2 separate regions of the Zea mays genome follow, and region 2 is linked to region 1. The links are chromatin contacts, called in public Hi-C maps. All regions are on one chromosome and are shown on one strand. The core of a region is the stretch at or near the end of the contact, and the rest is flanking DNA. Distances in the headings are between cores, read along the strand shown. Region 1 holds the start of LOC100272992. Region 2 holds the start of LOC100272927.

What was found. Hi-C and Micro-C count contacts between places; a contact is called where the count stands out from the background.
Region 2: a contact with region 1 is called in a Hi-C map of tassel, with 2.5 times the contacts expected there. The contact joins the promoter of LOC100272927 here to the promoter of LOC100272992 in region 1. A contact is called at or near these places in 2 of 25 Hi-C or Micro-C datasets (ear and tassel).

Annotation. Positions count from the first base shown.
Region 1 is chr5:218,524,890-218,530,025 of Zm-B73-REFERENCE-NAM-5.0, forward strand. LOC100272992 reads right to left here and starts at 2,233. Exons shown (of 2, transcript NM_001147443.1): 1 at 1,419-2,233; 2 at 933-1,301. The coding sequence starts at 2,207. The coding sequence ends at 1,089. It overlaps LOC103627787 (G-type lectin S-receptor-like serine/threonine-protein kinase At5g35370), which reads right to left. Exons shown (of 1, transcript XM_008648088.4): 1 at 4,474-5,136. The coding sequence ends at 4,732.
Region 2 is chr5:218,858,987-218,864,122 of Zm-B73-REFERENCE-NAM-5.0, forward strand. LOC100272927 reads left to right here and starts at 2,994. Exons shown (of 5, transcript NM_001147379.1): 1 at 2,994-3,442. The coding sequence starts at 3,051.

The DNA.
Region 1 (5,136 bases), core at 983-3,482:
CAGTAAAACAAATCACCGTGTCTACTCGCTTTGATTCTCGTTTGATTTGTTTGCCCCTCTTTTCTCTCTCTAACGTTTCCTTGCTAATATTAACTTGAGTTTGCTCTCATACGTCATCTACATCCATTGAGCAACTCTTGGCAAGAGAAACACTCTTTTGGACTTGAATTTAATTCTAACGCTAACCCCTGTCTTTAGTGTGTTAAAGTTCATAAATTTCAGGTTTCACCTATTCACCCCTTTAGGTGACTTTCAGCCCTGAAGCCCCGTCACCGGGATCCGGAGAGCCCTCGTGGAGACTGACCCCTAGATGAGGCCAGTGGTCTCGTCAGATGAGCCTAAACTCTAAGCCAGGGCAGACCACATGTGACCATGTCACTAAACATAGCCCCAGGGTCAGTAGTATTGGGTACCTGAGTCTTGAGATACCGACAAATACAATTTTAGGAGCTAGATTGTACTCCTTTTCTTCTACGTTTTTCTTATGATGCATGAATTTTAAAATAGAAAGATTTTTAAAGACACAACCATTGCACAAACAACATTATAATATGATTTGGTACGTGTTTGTGTATTTGAATCTATGATAGTGATGCTATGACTGTGTTCTTGTGATGGTAATGCTCTATCTTGATGATTTTTCTATCCACGCTAGCTGTGTGCGTCATTTCATTAATAAGATAAAGAAGGTTCCCCAAAGAAATTATACACCCTCGGAGGGGTGTGATTACAACCGACAGATGCACACTACTAGGTTTTGGTGATTTTAGTGATGCGGACAAGCTAGTGCTTAAAATTTATAATATTTTAAATGGCGTGGACAATCCCATCTATAGAAATTGTAGTAATATACGGACAAAAGACCCGTTATTCTTTAACATGTATTAGTGCCCTTACAACAACAACAAATAAACACGGTCGGGAAAGAGAGTAGATAAGCAGCCCGCAATGGCCCAAACCAGACGAAAGAGCCCACAAGCCAATTCTGTGGCCATGCATGCGACTGGAATAACGGTTATGTGACTTAAATATGGTAGACTGAAATTACAGAAGCGGGTGCACACGACAGTAGAACCCGAGCTACATAATTACATGGGGAGCTTGTTGATCTTGCAGTGCTGGTAGTCCTTGTACTTCTTGGCCTTGTACTTGGCCGGGCTCTCCTCCGTGACCAGCTTGGGGTGCGGCCCGACGACGAGCTCCCCCGGCGGCTCCACGAACATCGGCCATGACATCCGCGTCTTCTCCTTGTTCACCGTCGTACGGTGCAGCACCGCCTTGTATGCCCCGTTGCTGAAAATCTGCTCGATCGGTTCGTACCAGTTAGTAGTTGTCCGACATCAAAGAAATACTTGAGGGAGCAAGATCATCACAACACAATAGAATGAAAAAAAAAAGATGCTACGTAGGTCGCTTGCCTCGATCTGATCGCCGATATGGACGATGAGTGCGTCGGGCACGTACTTGGCCTCGTACCATTGACCATCTTTGAAGACCTGGAGCCCCTGCACCTCGTTGGGCACGAGGACGGTGAGCGTGCTCATGTCGGTGTGCGGCGCGACGCCGAGCGTGAGCTCCGGCTGCGGGCACGGCGGGTAGAAGTTGATCTTCTGCAGGAACACCAGGCCGTCTCCGCCGAACGCCTCCGCCATGGCGCCCCCGTGGAGCCCCAGCCCCAGCGAGAGGTGCTCGAACAGCTCGCGCGTCAGGCGCTGCATGTGGCGGCAGTACTCCTCGTTGGCCTCCCTGTACCCGGCGAGGCTCCGGGGCCAGACGGCGTGGTCCACCTTCTCCGGCGGCGCGACGACGTGGAAGAAGAAGTCGTTCCACGTCTTCTTGCCCTCGAGGTCCCTCTGCAGCTTGGTGCCGTAGCCCTCGATCTTGCCGGACGCCGGGTCCATGGCGTAGCGCTCCTTCTCCTCCGTCGGAAGCGCGAAGAAGGCCCGCCCGACGCGCTGGAGCTCCGCCACCGCCGCTGAGGGCACGCCGTGGTTCACCACCTGGAACAGCCCCCACTCCCTGGCGGCTGCGGCCATGCGCGCGCCGAACCCGGGCTCCGATATGTCGATCACCGGCGCGTCCGGCACGGCGGCCCCGCGGTACGTGGTCGCGCCCGGCTGGTCCTGCTCAGACCGCACGAACTCCGGCGGTAGCGCGCCCAGCGACGCCGCCAGCTCCTGCACGCTCAGGTGCGTCTCGCCCCCCATCGCAGCAGGAAGCAGGGCCTCGCGAGCACGCTGCACGCAGACGCAGACGAAGGGAAGAGCACTGAATTAATAGTGTTGTGTGTTGTGGGGCACGGGACAGGAGTGAGTGGCGTGTGGTGTGGTAGACCGGCCGCTGCGCTGGAAACGTGCGTTTGGGTATGGGCGTAGGGCACAGACGCGGTGCGGATTGTGTGGGCCGGTTACTTGGTGCCCAGGGGTGGCTGGGAACGTGGCAGCCTTGCCATGCTGGTCACGGAACAGACCCGAGAGCGAGCGCGAAGATAGGCCGCCGTTGTGTGTTTCTGGCCGTACGACGCACCTACCAGAAACTCTTTTATGTTCGCTGCGACATGTCACCAGCTTCAACTGTGCCCTGACCCTACTTCAACTTCTTAGAAAACTAAAATCCAACTAACGAGTAATAGCGCACCGGTTTTGTAGCACAAACAGCAACGGCACTTAAAAAGGGCCGCACTTCAGCTCTACAGTACATCGGAAATGCCAGCCAGCGTACCATACCACTCGGTACTGTGCATGTGCGATTAGAGAGAGCAACCGCAATTATAGATGGCCAATAAGCACGAGTCCCGCGAGGCCGGTACGAAGCCCGTTGTTTGGATCCGGCCCGAGTCCGGCACGACCAGGTTCTATACGGGTCGGGCTCAGACAGGAAACTAGGCATGGTGGGCTAGCGCTAGCCCCGCACGACCCGTTTATCTCTAAGACCGTTAAGCCTGCTTTTTACACTAAAACGTGGTTACAGGCCCGTATAGCCCGCTTTTCGGCACGCTGCGAGCCGAACTCAGACATGAAATTGAGCTCGCGTGCTTAGACGGTCCGACCCGATTTTCTAACCGTGCTTGGCGGGCCAGACTCAAAACGGGCCGGGCCGGGCCGGGCGGCCCGTTTAGCCATCTCTAACAGCAATGTGGCTTTAAATGCAATCTCGCTCATTATTTCAAACATCACTCTAGAAATAGTGTAATCTACGTTACAAAACAGTACTTTGCACGATCTTTTACACGGCCTGCTAGAGATTGCCTAAGGGGTGTTTGGTTTGTGTAATCACTCCATCTAATATGATGTGGTTCATCATGAGTTTATTCCTCAAATTTGGTGGGATGACCTCATTCCTCATGTTATTATTAACTATAAGAAATAAGGTGGTGATGGATCAACCCATTCCATTCCACAAATCAAACAAAAAAAGTGAGAAGTGAGAAGATGGTGGACTAGCTTATTCCTCAAACCAAACACCCTATAAGTGAGGCTCTTGGTCCGTTAGATACTGATTCAATCATATATCACATTTAACACTTAAACACTTCTGCCATAACTTATGTAGACTTATAAAAAAACACACCTAACGAACTACATCTATATCTAGGGTTCGATCATGATCTAACATATAGGAGGCTCGCTTGCATGCTTGAACCGAAGGTCTAATTATATAATAGTTGTTTCTCTTAGAGAGAGCATGTAAATTGAACTCTTTGGTCTAATATGCACCAAACGTGTCTAGTGGCCTATCTGGTGAGTGCACCGGATATATGGCATAATTAACAACTAGTTTATACCAGTTGAGAATATAGTCATTGTGAAGGCACTGGATGTGTCTCGTGCAGGAATTGATAGTGCAATAGACATGTTTGATGCCTCTAATTTCAGCCCTTCAAGAGATAATGGTTGGATTTCGACTTGGGCTATAAATAGACCCTTTTGTCCAACCTTGGCTAGTATCCCTTCATTTCTAACACTTGAGAACACCTATTAGGACTAAAGAAACACAATTCACTCATTTCCATCTTGCAGTTCATCTTTTGGGTGCGATTGGAGAGTTTCTAGCGTATCACATATAGTTGTTGGATCTTGTAGCACTAGTTGACCGGTTCATCTTTTTGTCCAACTAATAAAGCATATGAGTAAGTTGAGATTTCTACTTTTTAATTGTTCAACGGTGTTCTTAGCCTAACCCCGTAGGTATTGATGAAGGGATCTAATTTTACTCTGTCATTTTTTCTTGGATGTGTCATCCCTAGTTTCTAGTTGCCAAATCGAAGATCATGAAATCCGTCTCTAATGAGCCATCGTATTTCAAACTTAAACAGCGCGTGATTACCGAACTGTGAAGCCACCCTTCCACTGTATTTGTTCCGAACGAGGTCTGTTGAAGCGAGGAAATAATAAGGGACTATTTGCAAGCAACGTGTTTTTTAAGAAACTTGGGTTATTTCAAACATATTATAAGTTGCGCTAGAGATTCGAATGTTCAGATCCGAAACGAGTTGAAAAGGTGGACGTGCAAAAACCTTTGCGTACAACATCAACGGATTTCAGCTTCTCCACCATCCATTCCAATGGAAAAGCCAATCCACCAAAAGGAATGCAACAAAATCGTGGTGATTTGGACCAAATACCTCGTAGATACAAAGATAATTTCCTTTGTTCTACTACCAGAACAAAATCAAGAATGGATTCGTCGCAGTACACTCTAAGCTAGAAAGAATCCCGTGTCCATTCTTCGCTATCTCGGCCCGGAGAGCTGAGATGACGACAGGTACGACGGCCACCCGCTCATCGTCGTTGACGTCGTCGTCGTCGTCCCTGACCGGTCCATGGGGGACGCCATATGCTTCAGATTCATGTCGCCGTCCGCTGGCCCAGAAAACCCCCGGCCATACAGTCGGAGGAACCCAAGCGACTGCATCTTTGGCTCCCACAGCGCTATGGTGCCCTCCAGCATGCCGACCACGACCGCCATGCTCGGCCGCAGGTGTGGGTCCTCGTGGAGGCAGCACAGCGCCACCTTCACCACTCTCTCCACTTCGTCGGCGGCCACCCGCCCCTGTAGCCGAGGGTCAGCCAGCTCCGCGTACTGCCCGGCCTCGTGCCCCTCCAGGGCGGCGAGCGGGAAATAGTCGCTCTTCGC
Region 2 (5,136 bases), core at 1,744-4,243, 330 kb after region 1:
TGTGTAGGGTTCAGAGAAGTACATGGCTCTTAGTTTTTCTCGGCTGATCTTTGGAATCAAACCACCTTTTTTGTTTCTCACCGCATGAACCAACCAGCGGTGAGACTCATGCACTTCGCCAAACATTCTTTCATACAGCAACCAAGTGGTGTTTTGGGCATTTTACCTTTCTAAACACAGTCATGTACTCGTGGCGCAAGTTGAAATCGACATCGAATTGAAGCCCGGAAGCTAGCTTATCGCTAATCAGTTACCAGCACCGTTGACGCACGATGCATGTCGACGGAATTCGTACCAAACCACACCCTTACATACGCGATTCACAAAAATCTATGTGCAAATTAAGCAGTCGCTGCACTATTCTTGACAAATATAGACAATAATGGATTGTACAGTGGCAACGACTGACTTCTTTATTCTGTTCTGTAATTTCTCTTTCCTCTGTACTCGCCCCCTGTATCTTCTCCCCCACTCTGGTTTCCTTAAAAGCAATAAGTAATAAAATACTGTAAGTGCCCCTACAGTAACATTTACTTCAAAAAAACGACTAATATGTAAGCAGTTAATAGGTGCAAGCGTCTAAGCAGACTTTTTAACCCGTTAGATCTGTATCCAACGGTAAATAGAATTGTGGTTTGTTAGGGGGTTTTTATAAAACTATACCAGGTGGTGGTGACATGGTTTAAGTGCTAAATATGACATACCGTTGGATCTAAATCTAACAGATCAAAATATCTGTTTGCGTACTTGCACCTAGTACTGCTTGCATATTAGTCGTGCCCCTGTACACTGTAGTATGTTGGAGGGCTGTGTCTCACATACTAGCTCCTTTCTTCAGAATTCAGCACTTTTTAAACCATATTTTTCTTTTTGATCGGAAATGTCAGCTAGCACCTGTGATGTGCCTTGCCAAATCAAAGAACGCTTTACGCTTGTGTAGTTGTGTTCCGTTCAAATGTGAAGCAGTTCAAGGTTCGAGCCCGTTATAACATTAAAAATTTGGTGGGATCAATTAGGATGCGTAGTTTTGTGGGGTTGGAGTCTGTTCACAATTATAATGCTTGAGCCTACACTCACACACCAAATAAAGGTTTAGGCAGTATCTCAATCTATTGTTGTAATGCTGTAAAAAAAAAACTAAAGTTAGATAAAAACTCTAAGGCCCTAGTTGGATCCTTGGAATTGAATTTCAATCTAATAATTGTAATTATTTAGTCACAAATCGATTAAGCTGATATGATTTTATATAAAATATATTTGTGTACCACTATTGATTATATGGAGGGGCTATTTATGTGCTATATTTTTAGCATAAATGAGTGAGCTAAAGAGCGTGTTATAAATTGCAGAGTGAAAACATAGCCTGGAGTACATAAAATCAAATTTTCATCCCTCTATTTTATGAACTTGAGATAGACTTATATTTAAAATTTAGAAACTGGTGGAGTAGATTACAATTCCTACAATACAAACTGAGGTTGTCCGCAGCCACGGACGGTAAACACAACTCTAAAGGTATAGAGTCAACAAATGTGCTGCAGCGGGGAAACTTCAGCCCGACGCTAAATGCAACAATAGCTGGGAAAACTCTAAATCTAGCGCACTCTTCCGCCCAACTCTATAGTCTCTCTCATCTTCTTTGCATGGCACAACGTACACAGTGGTAGGCAGGCGCGGTGGAGGTGGGCCCGGGCACAGTGGCAGGCGCGGTGGGGGCTGGGAGGGGATAGAATAGTGTGGGGTATAGGGTAGATATATAGAGTAATTGTGACCGCGGAGAATTGTTGAATAGAGTAGAGAATCTCGCTGGCCAGGATGAAATATTCCTTTTAGAGTAGAAATTTAGGGTTTCATGAGTGCGGATAGCCTGAAGGATCCAAACGGCCCCTAAAATTTAATTAGAATAAAACTAAAGTGAGGCTTGCCTACACCGCTCTAATAAAACTTGATGACACGCCTGATGATGATGAGTGCCGAAAATGGGATGATAGGTATCTGCAGTTATATTGCCAAACAAAGCATTTCCGGGGACATCAATCACCTCATGTCTCATACGTGACCCCCCACTCGCCTGCTTCTTTCCCATCGTGCTGGAGCCGTTGGGCCTCGTCATTGAGCCATTGAACGGGCCTGCACCGCTGCTCGCCATCGCCATGGATCGCCATTCGCCAGTGCCTAAACGCTGCTTTTCATAGTAGCTAGGGCCTGGACGAAGTTGCAAATTTTCGCCGAGAAGATTTCAGACAAGTTCGTAAAAGCGGGCACCGAAATCTGAGACTGGATCCTTATTCAGACTCTCCAGTCCAGTGCCCGGCCAGGCACTGGCAGACACACAAAGAACACGATGTGTCCTGCGGGGGTCCGATCCGGTGGTCCACTCTGGATTGGCTCGGTGACGCTGAAACCAAGCGCTTGTGCCACCAGCAAGTTGGCACAATAATACTCCATTTGCCCAGTACATTTTGAGACCTTTCGCCACCGTCACTGTCCATTGATCTGGTCATGCGTCAGGGTACAGCGATCACTTTCGCTTCCTCCATGTCCATCCGACCACCAAGCCTGGAAGAGCGGATCACTGAAAAGATACGGCATGGTAGAGCGGCGGTTCAATGGGCATCAATGCGTCTGCCGGTGCCGGATATGGGCTGTGAGCCGTGTATTGTGGTCGGAAGGTGATGGCGAGCCCAATACGGGATACCCACTTCCCCATGGGCCAGGCCTTATCACCTTTGCCAACTTGGATGACTTGCCTAGCCCGATCCGGCCTACTCAACACTCCCCAATCTCCGGGTATGCAGAGCGTGCGGCGTGCCTGCCTGCTTGCTAATGCTAGCCTCGAGTCGAGTATTCCTATTTCCTACCACAAAAGCTCGGGCCCACCTCATCAGCTAGCCACTAGTACTATACGCGCTCCGTCCAAATCCTTGGCCTCGTCATCCGCAAGTCCCACTACTACAGTGCCCGCCGCCGCTGCGTCCACCACCACCTCCTTTCCCAACTCCTCCGCGTACCCCCGCCCTCTCCGGCGGCCCGCGTAACCACCCGCGCAGATGGCGACGGCGGCCACGGCGTCCGCGACGGCGGCGACCCGCTTCACGCTCCTAGCGGGCGCCGGCCTCCGCAGCCGCATCACCCGCCTCCCCACCGCCGTGCGGTTCCAGCGCCAGCGGGGGCTCACCACCACCGCGCTCCTGAAGACCGCCGACCTCCAGCCCAAGGAGCAGGGCAAGCCCGAGACGCTCGACTACCGCGTGTTCCTCGTCGACGGCGGGGGCCGGAAGGTGTCGCCGTGGCACGACGTCCCGCTGCGCGCCGGGGACGGGGTGTTCCACTTCGTCGTCGAGATACCCAAGGAGAGCAGCGCCAAGATGGAGGTCGCCACCGACGAGGCCTTCACGCCCATCAAGCAGGACACCAAGAAGGGCAACCTTCGATACTACCCGTAAGGACTATCAGAGCAGGAAATTTTTATGAGAAATGTGCGGTTCTGACTTGTTTTTTCGTCCATCTAGAAAGGTATCGTATTTTTTTAGTAAAGAACGACAAAAGATTTACGGTACTAGTTTTTATTACACCAAGGGATGTTTACAAACTGATCTCAAAGATAAAACAAAGAAACAACCTCAAACCGGGTCAAAAAGAAAATCCGAAACAAGACAGAAGACCACTCACAACCCCAAAACGAAAGCAAAGCGACTCTACACCAAACCAAAGAGGGACCAACAAGCGACTACAAATTGCATAGGAAACCCACTAAGCCGACTGTATTTGTAGGCAGGGAAGAAAGTGGTAATCCGGACAAATTTAATATTGTAAAATAGATATGTATAAAATTTGATGTTGATCTTTTTTATGTTATCAAGCACATTATTACAAATAAGAATAAAATATTGCTTAAATTGTTTTATGTATTATTTGCTCCCTACAACAAAAAAAAGGTGAAAAAGTTACCGAATTTGTTTCCGAATCCATAACGAATTTTATACCAATCATTTGAGAAAATATATGATGAATTTGAGGTTTAACTTTTATGAATCTCAAGCTCAATGTTAAAAACAAGAATACAAATTTGTATAGTAGTTTCTCTATCCTATTTATTCGCAATCAAAGAAAAACGGCCAAGCCGTTTTTATCCTTGTTTGTAGCATTGCCAAGTTCTATTGTGTGATGTCATCCTTGCATAGGCTCGCAACTTCCCTTGTATGCCTTGCCTTGTGTTGAAAAGTTATTCTATTACGTTCCTTCCATATATGCCACTAGAGGTAGATTATGATACCGTCAAGAGCTTTCCTTTGAGAGGTATTAAAGGTGGAGCCGCTCGCTCTGGTTTATAATTCCGAATATGGGATGTTTCGCACCAAGTCTGTACTCTGTACTATTGCCCAGGTCTCCTTTGTGAAAATAGTCTTTACAAAGACAGTTGTGGCGTCTCAGGCTCCACCCTGCGTAACTTACAATTAGGGTGACTTGGCCAATCTCTTTTAGTCAGGTTGTTCGCGGTGAGGATCTTTCGATGAAGTAAAGTCCAAGCAAAAAAAACTGCATTTCTGTTCCGTCCTTGCTTTCCAAACTGGGGTAAGCCTAAGTTTACTGAGAGCAAGGTTTTTAAAGTCGAACGACTAGTTGCGACTAGTCGACAACTAGTCGAGAAGTCGATACAGATGTGATAGTCGATCTGAACGACTCGACTTTCTCTACTAGTCGCTCGAGTCGACGACTAGTCGCAGCAGTTGAGTCGGGCGACTTATTTAGGCCTAGGTATAAAAATGTGAGCCCACCCAACCATCTCAACCCTAGTAGGTAGGATGCCAATGGACAAGTTTTCTGCCTTTTTTATCTATGGATATGGAATGATTCATGACTTAATGAGGACTAAGACAAATGGTAGAAATCTTATGAGGCATGCAACTACTCTGTTTGCAACATCCTTCCTTACATTGGCTAATATGTGGAAACAAAGACAAGGATTGAAAGCTCTCTTTGTTAGTAATGAATGGTGTGAGAGCAAAATGAAGAACAATGAAGTAGGAAATGCACGTGTTGTTTGTCACTCTGTTGCATTTTGGCAAGCAGTAGAAGATTGCATGAGAGCTTCACAACCTATTCTAATATTCTTGAGAATAGTTGATGGTGATG